Regions from separate parts of the Mus musculus genome. Here region 2 is linked to region 1. Evidence: chromatin contacts called from public HiChIP or PLAC-seq data. All regions are on one chromosome and are shown on one strand. The core of a region is the stretch at or near the end of the contact, and the rest is flanking DNA. Distances in the headings are between cores, read along the strand shown.

What was found. HiChIP or PLAC-seq counts read pairs in DNA pulled down with a chosen protein or histone mark.
Region 2: an H3K27ac HiChIP or PLAC-seq map of large pre-B cells shows a contact between it and region 1, with 2.7 times the contacts expected there. The contact joins two enhancer-like sites. A contact is called at or near these places in 1 of 484 Hi-C or Micro-C datasets (ventricular fibroblasts) and 1 of 115 datasets of contacts at active chromatin or transcription factors (large pre-B cells).

The regions. Positions count from the first base shown.
Region 1 is chr8:67,411,669-67,417,679 of GRCm38.p6, reverse strand. No RefSeq gene overlaps it. Among named protein-coding and RNA genes, the nearest start is that of Nat1, 76 kb to the left of the region's middle. Within about 2 kb of position 1,284, at least 3 of the 459 cell types and tissues checked have an H3K27ac peak or open chromatin away from gene starts, as enhancers often do.
Region 2 is chr8:67,709,334-67,716,186 of GRCm38.p6, reverse strand. Psd3 (pleckstrin and Sec7 domain containing 3) reads left to right here. Exons shown (of 16, transcript NM_177698.4): 15 at 2,361-2,504. Among named protein-coding and RNA genes, the nearest start is that of Gm32888, 150 kb to the left of the region's middle. Within about 2 kb of position 2,861, at least 54 of the 459 cell types and tissues checked have an H3K27ac peak or open chromatin away from gene starts, as enhancers often do.

The DNA of each region.
Region 1 (6,011 bases), core at 35-2,534:
CTCCATTGTCTGAGGGTTAAGAATTTTGTCATATAGATATTTCCTTTGCTTGGTTAGAGTCACACCAAGATATTTTATACTATTTGTGACTATTATAAAGGAAGTCACTTCCCTAATTTCTTTCTCAGCCTGTTTATCCTTTGACTAGAGGGAGGCTACTGATTTGTTTCAGTTAATGTTGTATCCAGCCACTTCGTGGAACTTGTTTATCAGCTGTAAGACTTCTCTGGTAGAATTTTTGGGGTCACTCAAGTATACTATCATATCATCCACAAACAGAGATATTTTGACTTCTTCCTTTCCGATTTGTAACCCCTTGACCTCCTTTTTTGTCATATTGCTCTGGCTAGCACGTTGAGTACTGTATAGAATAGATATGAAGAGAGTGGACATCCTTGTCTTGTTCCTGATTTTAGTGGGATTGCTTCAAGTTTCTCCCCATTTAGTTTGATGTTGGCTATTGGTTTGCTGTATGTAGCTTTTATTATGTTTAGGTATGGGTTTTGAGTTCCTGATCTTTCCAAGATTTTTTTTTAACATGAAGGGGTGTTGAATTTTAGCAAAGGCTTTTTCAGCATAAATGAGATGATCTTTTTTTTTTCCCTTTGAGTTAGTTTATATAGTGGATTACATTGATGCATTTCCATACATTGAATCATCCCTGTATCCTTGGGATGAAGCCTACTTGATCATGGTGAATGATTGTTTTGATGTATTTTTGGATTTGATTTGCAAGACTGAATTCAGTATTTTTGTATTGATATTCATGATGGAAATTGGTCTGAAGTTCTCTTTCTTTGTTGGATCTTTGTGTGGTTTAGGTATCATAGTAAATGTGGTTTCATTCCACTATGTTTGTAGCAGCCTTATTTATAATAGCCAAAAGTTGGAAAGAACCCAGATGCCCCTCAACAGAAGAATGGATACAGAAAATGTGGTACATTTACTCAATGGAGTACTACTCAGCTATTAAAATCAATGACTTCATGAATTCGAAGGCAAATGGATGGAACTAGAAAATATCCTGAGTAAGATAACCCAGTCACAAAAGAACACACTATTGTAACCCCCGAATTACTGATAATTATCCCGTTTTTTAAATGTCTCACCAAAGAGACTTCAGTGTTATGTATAGTTTGCCTCTGTGTTTTCCCCCACAGAAGCTCCCATCCTCCCTCCAGCCCTCAGCAAGCTTGACATGCAGACAGCTGGTTTCTGTGCTATGTCCACCTGCAGCAAGGCCTGTGCTCCCTCCCACTCCCTGGCTGCTCTCGAGGGAACCCAGCCTAGCAGACATCCTGGGGAGTCAAACACCAGCACAGGACATCCTCCCTGCCTCTGTGTCTCCAAGGACTAGCACTTTTCCTGACAAACTGAACTCTCCAGGTGCCTGTCCTTGAGACCTTAAAGAAATAACAAACTCTAAGGAGATTAGAGCCCCATGTTTAGATTATGGGGAAAAGGTAATCAGAAGTCACAGACAGTTACAACCATTCATAAAATTAGTCCCTGATAAACAGACACCAATTAACTGCCCACCCCCCAGCTTCAGTTCTGTCCCACCAAATGATTAAAGACCTCCATTCCCCTTTTCTGTGAACATTCAGGGAATTCCTAACTATACTGTATATAAAACAGAGTGTTTTCCAGACTCAAGATTGCTTGCCAGTATCTACCCTGTGAGTGCGAGGCATGTGATCTGAGTTCAAACTTAAAACAAAGGACTCTTCTGCAAGTTGCAGCGGGACTTCAAAATTCTTGCTCTTGTCTGGGTTTCCCATGGACTCAGGGCATAACAACACATGGTATGTACTTACTGATAAGTGGATAATAGCTGAAAAGCTCAGAATACCCATGATGCAATTTCATAGACCATGTGAAGCTCAAAAAGAAGGAAGAACTAAGTGTGGATTCTTCGGTCCTACTTAGAAGAGGGAACAAAAAAAATCACTGGAGGTAGAGGAAAGGCCCTCCTGGGAGGGAGAGAGGAAGAGGAGGAAAAATGGAGGGCAGAATCAGGTATGGGAGACAAGTACAGAGGTTCAGGAATTGAAGGAAGGTATGTAACAGTGGGGGAATGGGGAAGTGGGAGCAGCCACTAGATAGTGCCAGTACCAGGTAAGCAAGAGATTCCTAGGACCCAACAGGGATGACATAAGTTGAAATACCCAACGAAGGGAAGATAGAACCTGTAGAGACAATATCCAGTGGTTAGGCATGGCCCCTGGTTGAAGGATGGGTCCACACACCCATCTCAAAAATATTAACCCAGAATTGCTCCTTTCTAAAAGTAATGCAGGGATAGAGTGGAACAGAGACTGAAGGAAAGGCCATCCAGAGATGGCCTTACCTAGCCATCCATCCCATCTGCAGACATTAAACCTAGACACTATTGTTAATGCCAAGAAGTGCTTGCTGACAGGAGCCATGTATGGCTGTCCCCTGACATGCTCGAGCCTGACCAATAGAGATGCATATGCTCACAGCCAACCATTGGACTGAGCAAGGAGAGCCCAATGGAGGAGTTAGGGGAAGGAATGAAGGAGCTGAAGGGGTTTGCTCAACAAACCCCTGATGGTTTTAAAACCTAGCTGGAGTTGCCTGGTCTTGCCAAGGTTTCCCACTTGAGCTTTGAGGAGTTTACCACCTGCTGAGCTAGCTTTGCAGCTCAATTCAGCTGAAACAAAGGATGGGTCTGTGGGCTTTCCCTATGTAAATGCAGAGCTGAAAATTAAACTTTGAGCCTTGATCAGAACCTCTGTCTTGGCTTCATCCTTCTCTTGACCCTGTTCTTTTTCACTTCCAGCCTCCCTTTTAGGTAGACCAAGTTCATCCATGGCTGCTGGACAGCTACACGACCCTATAGGAAGAACAACAATCAACCAATGCAACCCTCAGAGCTCCCAGGAACTAAACCACCAACCAAAGAGTACAAATGGAGGGACCTATGGCTCTAGCTGCACATGTAGCAGAGGATTGCCTTATCTGGCATCACTAAGAGGGGAGGCCCTTGATCCCCTGGAGGCTCGATGACCCAGGGTAGGGAAATGCTTGGGCAGTGATGCAGAAGTGGGTGGGGGAGCACCCTCATAGAAGCAGGGCAAGTGGGGGAGGGGATAGGGAGTAAACTGGGAAGGGGGGATAACAGTTGAAATGTAAATAAATAAAATAACCAGAATCGCGCAGAACCTGAGACTGCGGCACTTAGGGAAGCAGACTACCCGGGCCTGACCTGGGGCACAAGCCCCTTCCGCTCCACTCGAGCCCCGGGCTACCTTGCCAGCGGAGTCGCCCGACACCCGCAAGGGCCCACACAGGATTCCCAACGGGATCCTAAGACCTCTGGTGAGTGGAACACAGCACCGGCCCCAATCCAATCGCGTGGATCCTGAGACTGCGGTACATAGGGAAGCAGACTACCCGGGCCTGACCTGGAGCACAAGCCCCTTCCGCTCCACTTGAGCCCCGGGCTACCTTGCCAGCGGAGTCGCCTGACACCCGCAAGGGCCCACACAGGATTCCACAAGGGATCCTAAGACCTCTAGTGAGTGGAACACAACTTCTGCCAGGAGTCCGGTTCGAACACCAGATATCTGGGTACCTTCCCTGCAAGAAGAGAGCTTTCCTGCAGAGAATACTCTGCGCACTGAAACTAAGGAGAGTGCTACCCTCCCAGGTCTGCTTATAGAGGCTAACAGAGTCACCTGAAGAACAACCTCTTAACAGAGACAACTATAACAGCTAGCTTCAGAGATTACCAGATGGCGAAAGGCAAACGTAAGAATCTTACTAACAGAAATCAAGACCACTCACCATCATCAGAACGCAGCACCCCCACCCCACCTAGTCCTGGGCACCCTAATACAACCGAAAATCTAGACCCAGATTTAAAAACATTTCTCATGATGATGATAGAGGACATCAAGAAGGACTTTCATAAGTCACTTAAAGAATTACAGGAGAGCACTGCTAAAGAGTTACAGGCCCTTAAATAAAAGCAGGAAAACACAGCCAAACAGGTAGAAGTCCTTAAAGAAAAACAGGAAAACACATACAAACAGGTAATGGAAATGAACAAAACCATACTAGAACTAAAGGGGGAAGTAGACACAGTAAAGAAAACCCAAAGCTAGGCAACGCTGGAGATAGAAACCCTAGGAAAGAGATCTGGAACCATAGATGCGAGCATCAGCAACAGAATACAAGAAATGAAAGAGAGAATCTCAGGTGCAGAAGATTCCATAGAGAACATCGACACAACAGTCAAAGAAAACACAAAATGCAAAAAGATCCTAACTCAAAACATCCAGGAAATCCATGACACAATGAAAAGACCAAACCTACGGATAATAGGAATTGATGAGAATGAAGATTTTCAACTTAAAGGGCCAGCTAATATCTTCAACAAAATAATAGAAGAAAACTTCCCAAACATAAAGAAAGAGATGCCCATGATCATAAAAGAAGCCTACAGAACTCCAAATAGACTGGACCAGAAAAGAAATTCCTCCCGACACATAATAATCAGAACAGCAAATACACTAAATAACGATAGAATATTAAAAGCAGTAAGGGAGAAAGGTCAAGTAACATATAAAGGAAGGCCTATCAGAATTACACCAGACTTTTCACCAGAGACTATGAAAGCCAGAAGAGCCTGGACAGATGTTATACAGACACTAAGAGAACACAAATGCCAGCCCAGGCTACTATACCCGGCCAAACTCTCAATTACCATAGATGGAGAAACCAAAGTATTCCACGACAAAACCAAATTCACACAATATCTTTCCACGAATCCAGCCCTTCAAAGGATAATAACAGAAAAGAAGCAATACAAGGACGGAAATCATGCCCTAGAACAAGCAAGAAAGTAATCCCTCAACAAACCAAAAAGAAGACAGCCACAAGAACAGAATGCCAACTCTAACAACAAAAATAAAAGGAAGCAACAATTACTTTTCCTTAATATCTCTTAATATCAATGGACTTAATTCCCCAATAAAAAGACATACTAACAGACTGGCTACACAAACAGGACCCAACATTCTGCTGCTTACAGGAAACCCATCTCAGGGAAAAAGACAGACACTACCTCAGATTGAAAGGCTGGAAAACAATTTTCCAAGCAAATGGTCTGAAGAAATAAGCTGGAGTAGCCATTCTAATATCGGATAAAATCAACTTCCAACTCAAAGTTATTAAAAAAGACAAGGAGGGACACTTCATACTCATCAAAGGTAAAATCCTCCAAGAGGAACTCTCAATTCGGAATATCTACGCACCAAATGCAAGGGCAGCCACATTCATTAAAGACACTTTAGTAAAACTCAAAGCACACATTGCACTTCACACAATAATAGTGGGAGACTTCAACACACAACTTTCATCAATGGACAGATCATGGAAACAGAAACTAAACAGGGACACAGTGAAACTAACAGAAGTTATGAAACAAATGGACCTGACAGATATCTACAGAACATTTTATCCTAAAACAAAAGGATATACCTTCTTCTCAGCACCTCACGGGACCTTCTCCAAAATTGACCATATAATTGGTCACAAAACAGGCCTCAACAGATACAAAAATATTGAAATTGTCCCATGTATCCTATCAGACCACCATGGCCTAAGACTGATCTTCAATAACAACATAAATAATGGAAAGCCAACATTCACGTGGAAACTGAAAAACACTCTTCTCAATGATACCTTGGTCAAGGAAGGAATAAAGAAAGAAATTAAATACTTTTTAGAGTTTAATGAAAATGAAGCCACAACGTACCCAAACCTTTGGGACACAATGAAAGCATTTCTAAGAGGGAAACTCATAGCTCTGAGTGCCTCCAAGAAGAAACGGGAGAGAGCACATACTAGCAGCTTGACAACACATCTAAAAGCTCTAGAAAAAAAGGAAGCAAATTCACCCAAGAGGAGTAGACGGCAGGAAATAATCAAACTCAGGGGTGAAATCAACCAAGTGGAAACAAGAAGAACTATTCAAAGAA
Region 2 (6,853 bases), core at 1,612-4,111, 300 kb before region 1:
CCTCTTGGGTAAGAGAAAATGAAATCTCATTTTACATTTTAATCGTCAAATAAGAATTGTCTTTATTTATAGTTACACAGTGTTTTTATAGTATGTATACATTGTGCAGTGATTAATAAAGCTAATTGATATTTGTGCCACTTTTGTGGTGAGAACATTTGACATACTTTTAGCAATTTCAAAATATGTATCTTGCTGTTATTAATTATAGTTTGCTTGAGTCACAACAGAATTCTTGAATTTATTCTTTTTCACTGACATTTTTGATCTTTGACCAATATCTCCCAAGTTCCCAGAATCTTAGGGTTATATAGCCACTAGTCTATCATCTAGTATCCTGTGGTGTGACATTTTTTAGATTTCACATAGAAGTGAACACATGTAGTGTTTTCCATGAGTCCATGTTATACTATATGTATAGAATTTTTTAAGGCTGAATATATTTGTTACATTTTGATCACTAATGGTCTCTATTGTTGGACACATAGTTTATGTTCATATCTTAGACACTGTGAGTCATGCTGCAGTGACCATGACAGTGTATGCATCTCTTTGACATTATTTCTTTCCTTCAATTATATAGTTGGAATCCTCACAGTTCTGAATCCTCAAGAAGCAAGGTCGGGGTGCCAGCAGGGTCACAGTCTGGAATAGCTCCCTAAGGGCTTCATATCATTGCTGCCCTTACTTGTTGCTGGATTTCTAGCCTTTCCCTGGTGTTTAGCATGCATACAGAGGGATCAAGCTTTCTAGTGTCTCCATAGGACACTGGGCCTTATGACCTCATTTGCCTTGATGAGACTCCATCTTCCAGTATGTGTGCAAGGGCTTAGAGCTTTAGCATACCCTTTTTAGAAAGACATCCATCTGTGACATGGTCTGTATGTTCCTTTATAGAGCATAACAGATAGATGAAAAAGTGTAAACCAAGCTCCTTAAGGCATTTTCATTGGCTTTTGGCATCATCTGTGAGGAGATGATGAGGTTGCCATAATCGTCACTATGTCTCTCTGTATCCATTCCTTGCCAGGATCTTGTTTTCATCCTCTACTTTACTTTTCTTTCATTATTTATTTTCTATTTGAGGACCTTAAATGTGCAAGTTATTTTCTTTAGGCTCTAGAGATGTCACTATTTTAGAGGACCCTAAGATACTGTATATGACTCTTTTTACTAAATAATAATTCTTTGTAAATATTAATTTTCTGGTAACTTTAAAAATTCATCTCTATCCAGCTGTATAAATTATATAATATAAAATTATGTTTTTGTTATATATTTATTGGTTATTTTGATTCTTTTTCATCTACCATCCATTTATTTTATACTGCACATGTAAAATTGCTCAAGATTGTGAACAAATTTTCATGGAAAAACAGAATGCTAAGCAGCTACACAACTGTACGGATGCCAAAGAATTAAAATAGCTTTTGTTTCAAGCATGGTTAAAGCTGCTGGATATGTCTTATCCCAATCATGAGGTGGAGGCAGGAGGGCAATGAGTGAGTTTCAAAGCCAGTCTATTCTACTCAGTGAGATCTTGTCTCAATAAGAAAGACAGACAGGAAGGAGGGAGGGAGGAAGGGGAAGAGGGAAGAAGGGAGGAGAAAAGGAGAGAAGAAAAGAGAAGAATCAAGTTTTCACTATGTTATGAGAGAGTTGAGAGGCATATCTTTTTAAGTAGTATATTACTAGGTTGATACAACTCGTGTCCAGGAATGGAAATCTTTCTCCACAGGATTGATCATTTTCTGTTAGTTCCTGGTGTGTGGACTAATGGTGTTCAGGCTGTAATTACTCTGTGTTTAACTGAATGGCTGCTTTGAGTCAATGAAGTTGAAGCAAGTGAGAACCTCTGCCACTCTAGGGAAGAATTTTATCTGCACATAGGTTTCATAAGAGCATTTCTTCATAGCACAATTTCTCCCCAAAAGAGAAACATTATGCAAATAAGTGTTCATTATGCTAGGCAGGGGGAAGCTAACAGCATTGCTGAGTGTGCATGAAGGGAGACACCAGGCCACGTGGCTCTCAGGAAAAGCACTTAATTGTTCAGCTTGTAACTAACTTGTTTGTCAGGGTTTCTCCTGAGAGGTCTGGTACCCATTTGGTGACAAGTTCAAATGATAAAGAGCTCAGAAATCATGTGGCTTTGTGACAAGAGATGGGCTAGTAATGTTAGACCCTGTTGCCATCCTAAAAAAGAATATTCTAACACTGGCCTTAAAAGGTTGGAAGGACTTAGGACCAATGATAAATGTTGATAAATTGAAGTCATTAAGCAGAAAGGATTTTATAGGCTTCCTGTGCTTTTCTTTGATTATTTTCTGCACACTGAATGACTTCATAATTTCCTGTAGGAGGAGCAGCTGAAGTCCCATGAAAGCAAGCTGAAGCAGATCACCACTGAGCTGGCTGAGCATCGCTCATATCCCCCAGACAAGAAGGTCAAAGCCAAGGATGTTGATGAGTACAAGCTGAAAGACCACTATCTGGAGTTCGAGGTATGGCTAACCTAGATGTTACCAAGTGGTGTTTTATGATCTGTGAAGTCCACACCTCATAGCACTCATGGTAGTGAGCTTGACTTGTCCTGGCTCCAATTTAGGACATCCTAATATGACAGGAGCCCTTCTAGCCTCACGTTTGTGAATTTATTTAGGCACCAAATAAATATCAATGTGATGGCCAGTTCATTCATGTCAAACAAACAGCCTCCAAGTTGGAATAGGGTGCACCTGTGACAAGGGTAACAAAAAGAACAACAGTAGGGGAAACATGCCAGGGAGGACAGCTGCTTGCTGTGACCCTGTGTTTCCTCCAACAGAGTTTAGGTCAAAATCAACACAGTGGAGGAAATGAGCTGCCAAGCGAGAGGAAGCACCTGCTCTTCTGCACACGCTTGCTGCTCGGTGACATCAGTGCACTCCTCTCTATCGCCCACCGCCATGCATTGCAGGAGGGGACAGCGGAACGAAGACTTGGCTCATTCATCTTGAATGACATGAATGCCAGTGTGGTGAGGAGAGAGGCAGATATTCAAACCCAAGCTGAAAGCCTTATCCCTGGGGCGCCCTTCATCTAAGGTTGCTCGCAAGTCAGTGCCAGCATTCTCCAGCCTTCGCTCTTGACAGTCACACTCAGATCCTCAAAGCATCTTTTTCTACAAGATGAAAAGAGGAAAAACTATATGTTCCATTTGTCTTTCACACACTCTTCTTTCATAGCTCATGCTGTCACTCATTGCACCTCCAGACTCTTCCATATCCTTCATTTTCCCTCATTCCCCGATTATATGGCATTTCTTCCTCAGGACTGAACCTGGGAGCATCTGAGCACTCACGTCTTAACCTTGTCTGCAGGGCTCCACCCTGAGCCCTCTTTGCCACAGCCATTGCCTGGGTGCCTCCTCTGTGCCAGCCTGGCTTCCATACCTCTCACAGGAGACTAGAAGTTGCCTCCTGTCCCATAGCTGTCCGGGCTCTTACAATCAAGTTCCAGACATGAATCTGAGAGGGTTTGCCTTTCTGTCCTATCTTGACCACATGTCTTTCCACATGCAGTGGTAACTAACATTTCTCCCTGCATCTGCATTACTTTGTTCAGCTACTCCTGCCCCTAGTATCCTTCCTATGGTTGTTATTTTGTGAGACCATCTGGGTAAGGCCCAGATCTTTCCTATAAAAAGCCTGTCTAGACACCCCATCCAAAATCAATCTACTGTGGAACTCACTGTGAGTTGGCTGTATTTTGAAGTTATATTAGTCTGTCCTTGGGTCTTTAGTGGATCCCATGGTCCCCAATGCAGTAAGTCCAAGGTCCTGCACTTGCTTGTTGATTTTCACAGAATGTCCTAGAAGTTGCTATCTGAGTCTTCACTGTAGCATTGCATCTAAGACAGAAGGCAGAGCCATAGCCACACACTACTCTCCTCTGTGGCAAAGGAGTCCTTGCTCCAGTCAGATGACATACAAGGAAAATCTTCTAGTAAAGTCTGAAAGTTTGTTATCTAAAGCTACCAAAGCCTTACCAGCAAAAGACTTGGAAAATTAATAAAAGGAAAAAGTGAATAGCAGCTCTTCTTTGACAAGGCTTGTTCACTCCTGGGAATCCTTAGTTCTCAAAAAGCAATCATTATTCTTCACACTTCTGTAGTAACGGGAAGCCATGGGCTTGGTTTTTGTTTCACACTTTCTAATTAAATTTCCCAACACCTCACTCCCTGGCTTCTAGGACTCATCACCTTGCTTTGAGCCCTTGACCCTTTAAGGGGAGAACCTACCCCAGGAGGTAGGGCCCTTTGAAAACCACAGGAAAGTATCCACTGCTAGGCAGAGACCAGTGTGTGGATCTTCTGTGGAGCCCTTTTCTTGAAAATGGAGTCCAGGGAGAAACGGCAATTCCATATCCTGAACCTTGAAAGTAGAGTATCTTTGGGGAAATCAGGTCTTGCTTGCTGTCGTTACCTCCTCAAGGAATTTGAAGATTGTATTCCAGGACTTCACTCATTAAAGTCAAACTCAGGATAAGGTGTCAAGTATGTTGAATTGTCTGTCAAGCTGCATTAACCTGTGTCAGAAAGGAAGGTCTAAAGGGCACTTACTGTTTGAATTTCATCAAAAATGTTGTGTGTGACATGAATAAATACTCTTGGAAATGTGATTCATTGTTTTTCACTAACTCAGATGAAAATTGAAGTAATGGATCATGTAGAATCTACTGTGCTGCGAGTTTAGCCACAGAATTGGTCTCCTGCGGGGTGCTTGGAGAGGCTGTTGTACAGTATCTTTTTCCTTATTAGCGACGCCCCTTTAATCACTCACTACTTTCCTGAATAGAATGTAGGCAACTATTGGCCAGTTTGTATATTTTTCTAACAGATCTACCCAGATCCTAGAATATTTTCCAGATTCTTGATACACAGCTGAAGGACTCAGAGAGACTTTATCATAGCATTGGATGCAATGATAGCATCCAAGAAGTCCGTGCACTCAGAAAGCTTAGTACCAATCCTTGATAGATGGACAGGTCCATGTGTGACAGAAAATCCCATTAACAAGTGAGAAGAGAAGGCCTGCAAGTCCACAGAAGCCCTGAATGGTCAGTGACAAGAGGAAGGTGCTAATCCAGGCCGTGTTCTCACTGGGGATGAACCATGTGGTCGCCTCTCTCAGCTCCAGAGTACTAATCTCACCTGCTCCAGGGCAGGTCATCATCTGAAAGCTTCCTTTGGTTTCAGAGCAGCTCTTGTCATTTTCACACGCCTCGGAAAGAACACTTTTGTTTTGGCAGAATATGAACTTGCTGCTGACAACACCAGGGCCGGTCCTATGTTTCTGCATTCCAGTTATGTCCCAGGTTGCTTTAAGGACAAGCAATTCTTCATAGCAAGCCAAGTTCATAGCTCTCTGTATGGCTAAGAATTCCTGCAAGCCCTCCCCACAGTAACTAATTAGAAATTCCAGTAAATGTGTAGGTTTAGGACTTAAAGAAATCTACACAATACAGAGAGATTTACATCTTAGCCTTGTAGGAAAGGGGTTTTTGTTGTTGTTTTTGTTTGTTTGTTTGTTTGTTTTTTACCTAAAACAGCAAATTTTACTGAGAACAGGCTATAATTAACTAACCCTGTACTCTTTCTCTGACTAACATTTGGTGGAGAATGGACAGTTTCGTTCTTGACTCAATTAGTATGTAGAGCTAGGGACTTCTTCCCTCTTCTTTCTTTTTTAAAAAATATTTTATTTATTGATATTATGTATGAGTACTCTATCTGCATTCATACCTGGATGCCAGAAAAGGGAAGGCATTGGATCCCCATTACTGATGGTTGTGAGCCACCATGTTCTTGCTGGAAATTGAACTCAGGACCTCTGAAAGAGCAGCCAGTGCTCTTAACCCACTGAGCCATCTCTCCAGCCCGGCCTTTTTTCTTAGAAGAATTTTGTTGGAAAGTTTGCTTTTGGAAGGCATATTTTCGGAAATAGTTAATAACATAATAAGTACACAGGCACGCACGCACACACACACACACACACACACACACACACACACACATATAAAGGAAACTTAAGTTCTCTCCCAGTTTGGGGAAGTAAGTATCATCCGTAGCCACATGTCTTTACACATTAGTTTATTTCTGTTTTATTCAATTCTAAAGTGTTTTCACTGATTTCCAAGCTTCCAAGGTACTTTAGAAAATATATGAAGATTTAGAAGGAAGACAGATGGTTTGCAGACAGAATAAACACAAAGCTCCCATCAGTGGAGCACAGAGGGCTGAGCTATGCTGGGAGACAGCTATGTGCTTGAAGCAGCAGCATCTTCAAAGTCGTTTGATGGCCTTGTCCTCAGCCTCAGTGTTTGGCTTTGCTTCCTTAAAAACAACAGCAATTAGAAGATGAAGACGTTGCTTATTTCAAGATGTGTCTCATGCAGTACTTAAGATAGTTACAATAGGTAACTGATCCTTACATTGAGCTAGACCTGAGGAGAGAGAGGGAGGAGAAGGGATATCAGTATAACCCCCCAAATCATTGCTGCACTGGGAAACAGTCACACTGAGGAAGGTGGGCTTGCTCTCAGCCTCACAAAGGTGACTGTAGAGCCACCTGTAAAACTGAGTGCCACACAGGGTGCGTGGACGGTGCGTGACAGTACACGTGCTTTGATTGCAGTGTCAATTCACTTAAGCAAAAGAAGCTCTTTCCTTCCTGCGGGCTCCATCACGTTGCATCCGATGGCTCCACGTCTGTCTTAATGCTTAAAGGTGTCCAAGCCTCAAACCCAGTTACTGAGACTGCAGCCAGTCATTTAGGACTGAAACTCTAGTTGAGTTGTTGAATACTGGCTT